Linked DNA regions of Mus musculus: regions 2 and 3 are each linked to region 1. Evidence: chromatin contacts called from public Hi-C and promoter capture Hi-C data. All regions are on one chromosome and are shown on one strand. The core of a region is the stretch at or near the end of the contact, and the rest is flanking DNA. Distances in the headings are between cores, read along the strand shown.

Region 1 (3,808 bases), core at 819-3,318:
GACCTGACAGATGAGATAAGGTGATGTAAACAACTATACAAGAGCAATACAGTGACAAGCCTTAATCTAAATGGCACTTCCCCAAATTGACCTGCATGCCTAGTGCTTGCCAAAGCTTCAGAATTTTTTTTTTTTTTTTGGTCAATGAAAAGATCTAGATGCTTAAGGGAAACTTGTTAACTGCTAGTAAGCAATCTTTCCTAATCTTTCCAGTGCAGTTGGGGGTCAGAGAGGGATGGCAGGCATGGATGGCACTACTGAATCTGTATGTGGAAAGATAGCTCTGGATGCAGAGAAGCAGGAGACGGAGCGGCCCACTCACAATTTTTTCCAGTGCTGGGAAGATTAAAGCAGTACGAAGGAAAGGAGATGGAAGACTAGATGTATGTTGCCTACATGAGCTTGAGAGAAGGGAGATAATCCATTATGATCTGTCCATTGGAATTTACCCTGAAGATGACTTTACTGAACACTTTCTCCCATCATTCATATGGTCATCTTCATCCACTAAGACGCCCTGAGGATTCTTACTAATAAACATGGCATCGCAAAGAACTTATAAGAAAGGAGGATCTCGGCCACAGAAGTGTGGAGCAAGGAAAACTTGCCCTCTTTGTGTCTCAGCTCGGCTCTCTTGAAGCTTACATCTGCTGACCTTCTTTCTCAAAGAGATGGTGCTTTGAAGGTGGCAAAACTGAAAACATCCGCTGCATACATGAATAGTCAGTACTCAACCTGCAGGCACAAACCTAACAGCTGTGCCAAAACAGGAAGCGTCGGTTGGTTCCCAGTGGTAGGAAATGTAAAAGAATGGGCAATTCAAGCTCACCTTGCAAAATGACATGCACAGTGTAGCTCCCCCAGTAAGGTTAAGGGCAGAAACTCTAAGAGTCTTTAAGCCAAAACTCAGTGCTTACCTGTACGTGGGAAAGGGAATAAAACATTGCACACTATCAAACTCATTACCTGCTTTCCTCATATGTGTAGCGTAGTGTTAGGGATTGCTACAAACGCCAACCCAAATGGTGACAACAAAGATGTGCTATATACCACTCATTGTAATATTACTTTCTTTTTTTTTTTTTTTTTAAAGTATTACACTGGGCCAGGCGTGGTGGTGTATTCTTTTAATTCCAGCACACAGGAGGCAGAGGCAGGCGAATCGCTAGAGAGTTCAAGGCCAACATTGTGAGTTCCAAGACAGGCAGGTCTCAAAAGTGAGACCGTCTCAAAAAAAAAAAAAAAAACAGAACAAGAAATAAAGTTCTGCAGAAATAAACAGCATGGGTGAGTTTTAAAGGCACTCTAGTATACTAAGCAAGACACAGAAAACAAGACACTCTGGTTTTGTTTAGGACATCATGGGAAAACAAAACTGGCAGGGATTAAAACAGAAGCAGGTCAGGGCTTGTAAGGGGATGGGAAGGGAGAAAGAGCTGACTACAAAGAAGCGCAAAGGGAACTGGGGATGTAAATGATGAAAACGGTCTCAATTTTGCGGTAAAACCGCAAGTCAGTGAAGCCTACCTGAAGAGCACACCTAAAAAGGGGTTCGCATACCTAAGTTACATCTCAAGAAAAAACAGTTCCCAACAAAGGGTGCACACTGGTCCAGAGCGCGCCTCACAAAGCCCCCGCTGGCGCCGGGCCAGACGAGCCACCGCGCCGGCGCGAGCAGGGCAGCAGGGAAGGATCCTGGGGCACCAGCACAGCACCGCACCGGGGACACCTTACCGATGTTCCCCTCGATGGAGATCTTCTTGATGCGGGTCCCCTCGGAGCTGGTCGAGGGAGAAGGGCAGAACCTCTTAGGTGGGGTGGCCATGCCTAGCTCCAGACGGCTCGGGTGCGGAACCTGCAGGGACACGGCGGCACGGGCGGCTCCGGGTTGCAGCGTCAATCTCGCGCCGGCGGGACCCGCACTTTGACTTTGGCGCGCGGAGGCGCAGGCGATTGGGCAGACCGTGGAGAACCCGCCCTGACGGCCCCGACTCCCACCCTATACGCCTCGCCCTCGCGGGATCTGCATGTCTGTGGTTCCTCCGGGCGGGCCGGGCGTCCCAGGAGCGCAGGGTAGGGGGCGGGGCTTGTGAGGAGAACCCTGAGAGAGCCGGGCGACTGACCGTGCGCGACGAGCTGTGAGCCGGAGGGGGCGGGGCCTGCGGGATGAGCAGTGGGAGGGCGGGGGGCGGGCCTTGCGCAATGAGCTCATTCGAGGGCAGGGGCGGAGCTTGAGCGAAGCGCCTAGGGAAGAGTAGGGTCAGGCTTTTCTGGACCAGCCCTTTGGGATCCTGTCAGGCTTCGTGGTTTGAACTTTTCCGGGAAGAAAAGTAAGAACTAGTAATTTCAAACTAAGAGCCTCAGTAGGTGTCTCTCACAGAAAACGTGTAGCTGTCCGTCACTGTCTTAAGAGTTATTTCGTTAACCAGCGATCTAGTACCATCCACCATACAGGATAGTGCCTAGAATGAAAGGAAGGGAGGGAGTGGCTACTGGTTTAAAGTCTGGGACCAGAAGTGAGACTGGAAACTGGCATCATAACACCCAAGGTCTCCACTTTAATTTGCATGCTACACCGTGCTGTTTATAAAGTTACCTAACACTAGGTATGTTTCTCAGCAGCATGGCTATGACTTAACATTGCATGTCCATGGCCTAACATGTAATTAATGTTTAAAGTCATATACACATGTTTATACATAGAGATGTACTCTGCACACACACACACACACACAGCATTCTGCTAGGTTGAGCTAGAGAGAGGTGCTATTTAATCAGGGTATAGACCTGGTAAAAAGATTACCCATCTGGAAGTCAGATTCAAATTATCTACAAAAACAAAGGAACTTATTTTTTTTTTAGCGTGTAACTATCATTTGACCTAAAATATGTCCTAAAAATGGACCTAGCAGCGGAGAAATGACGACTTCTACAAAAAAAGGAGCAGGTATTAAAGTGAGTTGTTGGACTGGCTGGATTTAAGGCCCACTCCATGAGATGTAACACATATCTGACACTGCTCAGGTGGCAATCCAAATACTGTTCTGCTACAATAACTGAACAATAAAATGATACCTAGTGATATCCTATAGGTCAGTATCTCTTGTAGCCAGCATCAGAGATGCTTCTTTCTGCAGAACCAAACCCACAAAGGCATAAAGTGCAGAGAGGGAGACCTTGGCATACTCTGCTTTAAATGGGATGTCTCCACCAAAGCCCTCTCCTCAGGGCTCTGGGAACCTTATGGAAAACGATGGGGAAAGTCTAGGAGTCAGAGGCAATGGAGGACACCAAGGACACAAGGCCTTCTAAACCCACCATGACCAACACACACATGAATTCACAGTGAGGCAGCATGCATGTTCCCTGCATAAAGCTAAGCCAGTTGGGGTCCTAGAGCTGAAAAAGTGGACACATGGCTCTGACCCTAGCCCAGAAGTTATTCCAATTGAAAACTGCTTGTAAATGAAAAAATTAGTTTTCCCTAACATACTCTCACTGGGAATACAAACCACTCTTAAGGAGAGATGCCATGCCCAGCAGCATAGATGGCCAACACAAAACCAACTCAGTGGCAGTTCTAGAGATCCCTGGCTCCAGAACTTAATGTTTTGTCTGGGTATTAGTTTTGTCATTATACATTTTCCCCCTTACTGGTCCTTCTTATTTATCTTACTACTTCCAGTGTCGTTTTTACGGAATTTCTCTGTGTGCTAATGTATGTCTCTGTCTGTCTGTGTTTCTTGTGCCTTTTCTTTGGTTTTCTCCTAGTAGTTTGTTGGCTTCAGCCTACTCTGATTGTTTTTAA
Region 2 (3,606 bases), core at 244-2,743, 1.5 Mb before region 1:
GATTTACAGACACGTCATATGCACATTATTAAGAAGACAAAAAGTTAAATATGCTCATATATGCAACATCACAAAATAAGTATTAAGAAGTTTAGTTCACATAACAATATATGGGTTTAGTTTTTAAATTTATTTCCATTACTTTGACATGAATGCAGGTGTGCAGTTTTATCAGAAGAGGTTGTCAGTTACCTGTAGCTGTAGAAAAAAATTGTTAAAGATTTTAATAACTGCTTGAAATTTTTGGTTTAGGGTTTGTGAACAATAGATCTACAAATAACAGGCTTATTTATTACACATAATAAATTTACCTACTTTCCCAGTGTTGAGAATTAATTCTAGGTTCTCATGTATGGTAAGTTGGGACTTGGGGGAGTTGTTTTTAAGTAACTTCTCTGGCTTAAGGCCATCTTGGAAGGGCCTACTGGATATTAACAGTTTTATGGAAATACGGTGGTTTCTTAAACTAGCAAGAGATAAGTGAGCTGTTTTTAAAAGGGATTATGCTATGGGAACTAAAGGCAGGTTACCCAAGTTTCAGAAAATACGCTATCTGACAGCTTTGGTAGGTGTTCAATAAAGTAGAGGACAGTGTCCACAGTTTGGCTTTACCAAACATGGGAGAGGTTTCTAAAAACTCAATTCACTTTGGCCTACCCTAGGAGTGGGCACTTCGTTGTTCCATTTATTTTCTGTTGACAGGAACACGAATGTGAAAAACACACAGTTGTTAAAAGCCCTGTGCATTCCATTTAACCGTTGAAGCAAAATTGTGCTGTTGATGGAATTCATTTTGTAAAATGAAAAATAGTATTTTTCCCTGCTCCTTATTATGATGGTGATTCTTCTTCTTATTTATTTATTTCGTTTTTTTCTTTTCTTTTTTTTTTTTTGGTTTTTCGAGACAGGGTTTCTCTTTATAGCCCTGGCTGTCCTGGAACTCACTCAGTAGACCAGGCTGGCCTCGAACTCAGAAATTCGCCTGCCTCTGCCTCCCAAGTGCTGGGATTAAAGGCGTGCGCCACCACTCGGCATTTCTGCATTCTGTTTATAAAGGAATACAGAATGCTAACCGGAACAGATAAAGACATTTAGGTCTTATTATAAAGTAGAGCTGCCTAGGGGGATAAAGGACGCAGACTTAACACTGACCGAGCCAGAAACACTATTCCCAAAGTAGGTGTTTCAGCAGTGCGTAGAGAAAACGGAGATAGATGCTGCGCGCCTTGGGCGGAAACAGCCGAGTCACAAAAAGTACTCAAGCCACAATTTCCTTGAGTGGAAACTGAAACTCAACAGCAAGGCAGTTTGCTCGCCCCGCCTACCCCTGCAGTTCCGGTTCCCGCTCTGAACTCCACCCCAGCAAGGAAAGGAGTTAAGAGAGCCTCAAGCGGCTCATTGCCGCGTGGGAAAGGCGGAGTCTTACGTCATCTCTAGCGCGACACTGGACAGGGCTTTCGGCTGGGAAGGTCAGGCGTGGCCTCGGGTTCGCGCATGCGCGCAACCTCCTGGTGCTAGTGCTCTAGTTGGCCGCCCGCTCCGTGTAACCATGCTGTGCCGGTCGTGTGCCGGGTGGCTCAGGTCGCTGCCCACCCTGCGGCTCCCGGCACCGGGATCACCGCCCGCCTGGAGCAGCGCGCGGCTCCCAGCCCTTCCGGTATGGGCAGCCGCTTCGGTGTCTGCGGCCTCTCCAGGTGGCTGGTATGAGGCCCTGGCAGCGTCGGCGCCGGTGCGCACCGCGGAGGAAGTGCTGCTGGGCGCGCAGGAGGCTACCGGCCTCCCCTGGTGGAGCAACATCATACTCAGCACCGTTGCCCTGCGCGGTGCTGTCACTCTGCCCCTGGCCGCCTATCAGCACTACATCCTGGCTAAGGTGAGGGGCGTCGGTCCCCGTGCTGCCTGCCTGCTAGTGTTAACATGGAGGCTAAAATAATTTAGTTAGCATTGCATGTTAAATGATGGTTGGTGACTCGAGTACCTTCCAGTTCACCCGACCTACCAAGTATTTATTCGAAATACAAGTGCCTCCCAAATGTTCGGTTGAGACCAATATTCAGAAGAAATGGCACGGAGGAACCTGAAACATTAGGGTCATAAACATTTTAAGAGTCTGCAGCATCATTTGTCACTATTGATACTGCTCTTTATTACTAGAAAGGTATCACTAAGTTAGCAGTTTCCAGACATGAATTCTTCCTCTGGGCCTACCACCTACTACCCTGTATCTGATGGATTGAAACTTCGAGTTGGCTTTTTAGGAACTCTGTTCAGTGGAATTGGTATAACGTTACCTCCCCCATGGCTGTGCCTGGGGGTGGGGGTGGGGTAAGTCAAGATTTTAATTTGAGTCACAGAGGATTGCCAGGAAGGGAGCAGCAGCATTGAGCCAGGAAGCATTCACAGTGAGGTGTTAACACTGGAATGCTGTTTTCTCTCTCCTGGGAAATGTAGGGATGGAACAGTAAGAACCAGGATGCAGTTTTCATTTACTCGAAATCCTATGGAGGAGGTGCTGTTAGATATGCTACATACTGGGAATCAGGATTTCAGGTTATGCACAGCCAGAAACAGAAAACATCAGGTACCCATAACCAAGAAGTTGCAGTTGGTTTAACTCAGTATGGTTGCCAAGATCACGCAGATAGATGTACAGGCAAGGAATTTAAATCTGGGGTCAAAGATACTTTAAGCAAACTAATATCTAATAGAGTTTTCTTAAATGTTTTCGATTACAAGTGTGATCAGTAAACAACATTTGTATATGGTCTAGGGAACAGAGACTAGAACTGTGAGTTTGGTTGTCCTGACCAAATGCTGAGTGGGGGAGGAAAGGGATTATGTGGTTTGTAGGTTATATAGTCTATTGTGGAGGCATTACAGAGCAGGGACAGCAGCAGAGTCCTTGGAGGAACACTGCTTACTGGCTTTTTATACAGCTCACGTTCACATGCCTGGGGCTGGTGGCACACAGTGTCCTGTGTTCTTCCATGTCAATTAGTGATTAAAAAATGCCCCATAGGCTAATCTGATGGGTGAAATGTCTTAGTTGAAGGCCCTTTCTTCTGGATGTGCCAAGTTGACAGCTGAAGCTAACCATGCAGTAGTTATCAGTAAAGATCCTTTATGAACTCATCAAACAACTTTTTTCTTTAGTTAGGTGGAAAACTTGCAACCAGAAATAAAAGACATCGCCAAGCGCCTTAACCAAGAAGTTGCAGTCTGTGCCCGTCAGTTTGGATGGTCCAAGAGAGTGGCTAGGTATGCAGCTTTGGGTCTGCGGTCACGAAAATGTGTGTGTGGTGTGTGCGTGTATACACGGTTAGGTATTCTTTTGATTGGCGTATTCATATTAATCACTATGCTGCATGGTGGTTTTATGTATTGGAATGGAATCAAAGAAAGGAAGAAACAGGCGTTATTCCAACTCCTGTGAAGCTGAATCGTCCTCCTATCTCAGCCTCTCTCTCAGCTCTGAGATTACAGGTGCAGACCATTGTATCTGGCTCTGTATGTCAGAATATGACAGGGTTTCATGTGCACCAGGGATGCCCAGTGGGTAACTGTACCCAGGAATGACCTTGAACTTCTAATCCTCCAACCCCGACC
Region 3 (3,756 bases), core at 592-3,091, 2.0 Mb after region 1:
ATCGAGTTTTTGTGTTTAAAGTGCATCTTCAATATTAAGTCCACTTCTAAAAGCAAATGATCATTACTTCACTGTGCATTGTTGTATATTACTGATTTCTAAATTATCTTCACTTTAATAGAAACTATACTGACAACTGAATTTTAATCGCTTTTGTGTTTGGTTCATCTACCATGGCAGCCACCAAAACTACTAAGTCATAAATCTTATCCTGCCAATCAAAGGTTGAAAGGATCTTCAGGTTTTTTTTTTTTTTTTTACAACTGACTTTATATAATAAGATAGTCCTTTATTCACTATCAGAATTCTTCCTTCACAGTCCTTCAGAATGTCTCGAGGAACAGGTTTAGTTTCAGAATAAAAAATAAACTGCAATGTGTGCATCGAGAATTGCTTCAACTGGGCAGTGATGGCACATGCCTTGCACTCAGGAGGCAGAAGCAGGCAGATCTCTCAAGTTTGAGGCCAGCCTGTCTGCAAATCAAGTTCCAGAACAGGCAGGGCTACATGGAAACCATGTCCCTAAGGGGGGGGGGGGGGGGAGGATGCTTATGACAAAGACAGATCTTTAAACATATTCCCACTCAAGACAGACCAGAAAAGTGGAAAAAAGCTTTAATGACTGTTCAGCCCACTTAACAAATCTCCACCTCAAATTTAATGAGCCACAAGCAGAGATTTGTGAAATGCAGGGCAGCAAGTGTGCACTATTTTCTTCTAAGACTGTCGCGATAGTCCCAGAGCTGAGAACTCTCTCAAGACTGCATCCCATCTAGACGAGTATCTTCTATGGTCTGGATCCTATACTGGCATCTGTGGTCTCTATATAGTATTTCAGAAGAAATGACATTTTATCAACTAAAATGTTTTCTTTTTATCTTTCCAAGTCTCTCTAGCCTCCACCTACGTATTCCTCGCTGAATCTTTTGAGAACTCTGCACTATTCTGGGAGATCCGTTGCTAGGACTTTTGGAAGAAGGGGCATGGGTGTTTGTTTGTTTGTTTGTTTTTTTCCTAATATCTTTCTTTCCAAAGTAAATACTCGAGGAATAAAAGAAGCGATTCTTAGCTTATCCAAAAGATCAGTGAGAAGCTACTTACAGGTATTTCTCATGATTAATAATCCACCTGAATGAATTAAACTAGTCTACTCACTAGTCTAACAATGCTAACTGTGACGTTATTTTCGAAAAAAGTCAACCAAAAAGACGACAGTTCAGAAAAATACGCATTACATCCGCATAATCCGGCCAGGAAACGTGCCCGGGGGCAAGTTCCTCAAAGCAAGCCCTCTCCCAACCGCTCCCGGGAGTGACGAGAGAAGCAAAGCCCTGGTCGAGGTGGGAGCCGCCGCAGAGACGAGGACGCCGGGCCCAGCAGGCCAGGCCTCGCAAGGAGCGGGTCACGATGCGGCCGCCTGCTCTGCGCGAGGCCCTAACCTCCCGCCTCGCCCGCAGGCCGCGGCTCCTAGGTCCCCTCGCCCGGCCGCCCCGAGGCCCCGTCCTCCACACTCACCTTTCTCCTCCCGGCTGTCGGCCGCCATGGCTGCCCTCCGGCTTCCGCCGCCGCCACCGCCGCCGCCGGGACGCGAGTCGCGCGGGCGCCGCAGACGCGGCCGCAGGCGCACGAGTCCGTCCGTCAGTCCGTCCGGCGGGCCGCGCGCTTCGACCTGACCTGCTCCACTCAGCTTCCTACGCGCAACCCTTCCTCCCGTGCTCTGGTTCTCTTCCCGCCTGGCTCTCTGGCCTCGGTCGGCGCGGGCTTCAGCCTTCCTGTTGGGGTTCGGCCACCACAGAGACAAGGGGGAGGAGAGAGACACAGATGGCGACGCCGGGCGGCGCTAAAATGGAGCCTGCTTCCTGCGCGAAACAATCCCGCTCCCGAAATGCCTTGCGCTGTTTACGCTCTGTGCCTCTCGCGGAACGTCACAGTGCGGGGAACCGGGGCGGGGGCGGAGGCGGGGACGGGGACTGGAGCGAGAAGCGGGACGTAAGAGGGCGTGACTTCGGCACGTCGTCCCGCCCCGCGCGCAAACTTGACGTCCAGGGAACCGCCCTCGTTCCAGAGGATAATCGGTATTTAGGCTTCTCTGCTGTGCTTCCTACAGCTCAAGGATGCAGACATCTCACCAGAAACGTTTGGAAGGCCTTGAATGGTTAGTGTGAGACACCATCAGAAAGGGTGTTATGTCTTTCTTTGGTTTTACGAGACAGGGTTTCTCTGTGTGGCCCTGGCTGTCCTGGAACTCACTCTGTAGACCAGGCTGGCCTCGAACTCAGAAATCCGCCTGCCTATGCCTCCCAAGTGCTGAGATTAAAGGCATAAACCACCACTGCCCGGCTATGTCTTTTTTATATATTTAATTTTCTTTTATTTGATTAGTAGTGTCTACTACTTCTTTTTAAATATTGTTCTAGGACCAGGGGTTAAGAATAGCTTTATTGTTGGGTGGTATTTGGGCTCATCTTTAATCCCAGCACTGGAGAGGCAGAGGCAGAGGCAGAGGCAGGAGGATCCCTGTGAGTTCGAGGCCATCCTGGCATACAGATTGAGTTCCAAGACACCCATGGCTACACAGAAACCCTGCTTCAAAAATAAACAAACAAATGTGTTCTCCCTCAAAGGAAGTCTGAGTTTATCTTCTAGTTAAGGCAGCCAAGGTTTGAGTAAACAAATTGAAAGTTGTGCTGACGCCAGGAGTGGTGGTGCACACCTTGAAACCCAGCATTCTGAAAGCAGAGGCAGGGGAATCTCTGAGTTAGAGCCCAGCCTGGTCTATAGAGTGAACAGTACTGGGATAGCCAGGGCTACAGTGAAACCTTAGCTCAAAAGAAAAACAAACAAAAAAAAATGGAAAGGAAGAAAAAAGACAAAAGGGAAAAAGAAAATTGTGAACTTTATTAAAAAAAAAAAAAGCTAGCTAGAAAAGGGTGATGCATACCTTTAATCCTCCCATTAGGGAGGAGGCAAGCAGATATCTGAGTTCAAGAACAGCCTGGTCTACAAAGCAAGATCCAAGACAGCCAGGGCTACACAGAGAAACCTTGACTTGGAAAACAGAGAGAGAGACAGACAGACAGACAGACAGACAGTTGCTATAGTGATAAGACCCCTTTTTATGGAGAAAAGCTAGTACAGAGGCCCTCCTGTGGAGGTGAAGACTGATGGTAAAAGATAAGAGACAATAACAAATAAGCACTAATTGTCTTCGGAAAGCACATACAAAGACTTTATGAAGATCTGAGGGGCATTCCAGTAACCAGGAATGGAGGTGAATGAAGATCTGCGGGGCATTCCAGTAACCAGGAATGGAGGTGAATGAAGATCTGCGGGGCATTCCAGTAACCAGGAATGGAGGTGAATGAAGATCTGCGGGGCATTCCAGTAACCAGGAATGGAGGTGAATGAAGATCTGAGGGGCATTCGAGTAGCCAGGAATGGAGGTGAATGAAGATCTGCGGGGCATTCCAGTAACCAGGAATGGAGGTGAATGAAGATCTGCGGGGCATTCCAGTAACCAGGAATGGAGGTGAATGAGAAGACAAGTACTGAGATGATGTTTGACAAAAGTCACTGCCCACTGGTGGTGGCATCACATGCCTTTAATCCAAGCACTTGGGAAGCTGAAGCGCAGATCTCTTGGATTTTAGGCCTGCGTAGTCTAAAAGCAAGTTCCAGGACAGCCAGGGCTACACAGAAAAACCAAACCAAACAAACAGTAGTACGAGATCTTCAGGGAAAATAACTTGGAGTAAG

Evidence for each region. Promoter capture Hi-C pulls out the DNA fragments that hold promoters and counts their contacts. A called contact is a pair of places that touch in the nucleus more often than the background predicts.
Region 2: a promoter capture Hi-C map of pre-B cells shows a contact between it and region 1. The contact joins the promoter of Cox18 here to the promoter of Dck in region 1. A contact is called at or near these places in 12 of 39 promoter capture datasets (the 3T3-L1 cell line, the C10 cell line, cranial neural crest and 7 more), 3 of 484 Hi-C or Micro-C datasets (CD4 T cells, LSK cells and Th1 cells) and 13 of 115 datasets of contacts at active chromatin or transcription factors (Th17 cells, acute myeloid leukemia, double positive thymocytes and 8 more).
Region 3: a Hi-C map of B cells shows a contact between it and region 1, with 17 read pairs. The contact joins the promoter of Ythdc1 here to the promoter of Dck in region 1. A contact is called at or near these places in 10 of 39 promoter capture datasets (the 3T3-L1 cell line, the C10 cell line, cranial neural crest and 6 more), 9 of 484 Hi-C or Micro-C datasets (B cells, CD4 T cells, CD8 T cells and 5 more), 9 of 115 datasets of contacts at active chromatin or transcription factors (acute myeloid leukemia, astrocytes, double positive thymocytes and 6 more) and 2 of 9 other capture datasets (adipose tissue and liver).

What each region holds. Positions count from the first base shown.
Region 1 is chr5:88,763,273-88,767,080 of GRCm38.p6, reverse strand. It overlaps Dck (deoxycytidine kinase), which reads right to left and starts at 2,068. Exons shown (of 7, transcript NM_007832.4): 1 at 1,735-2,068. The coding sequence starts at 1,825.
Region 2 is chr5:90,221,883-90,225,488 of GRCm38.p6, reverse strand. Cox18 (cytochrome c oxidase assembly protein 18) reads left to right here and starts at 1,493. Exons shown (of 6, transcript NM_001033310.3): 1 at 1,493-1,873; 2 at 3,158-3,258. The coding sequence starts at 1,550.
Region 3 is chr5:86,802,351-86,806,106 of GRCm38.p6, reverse strand. Ythdc1 (YTH domain containing 1) reads right to left here and starts at 1,841. Exons shown (of 17, transcript NM_001347375.1): 1 at 1,516-1,841. The coding sequence starts at 1,543.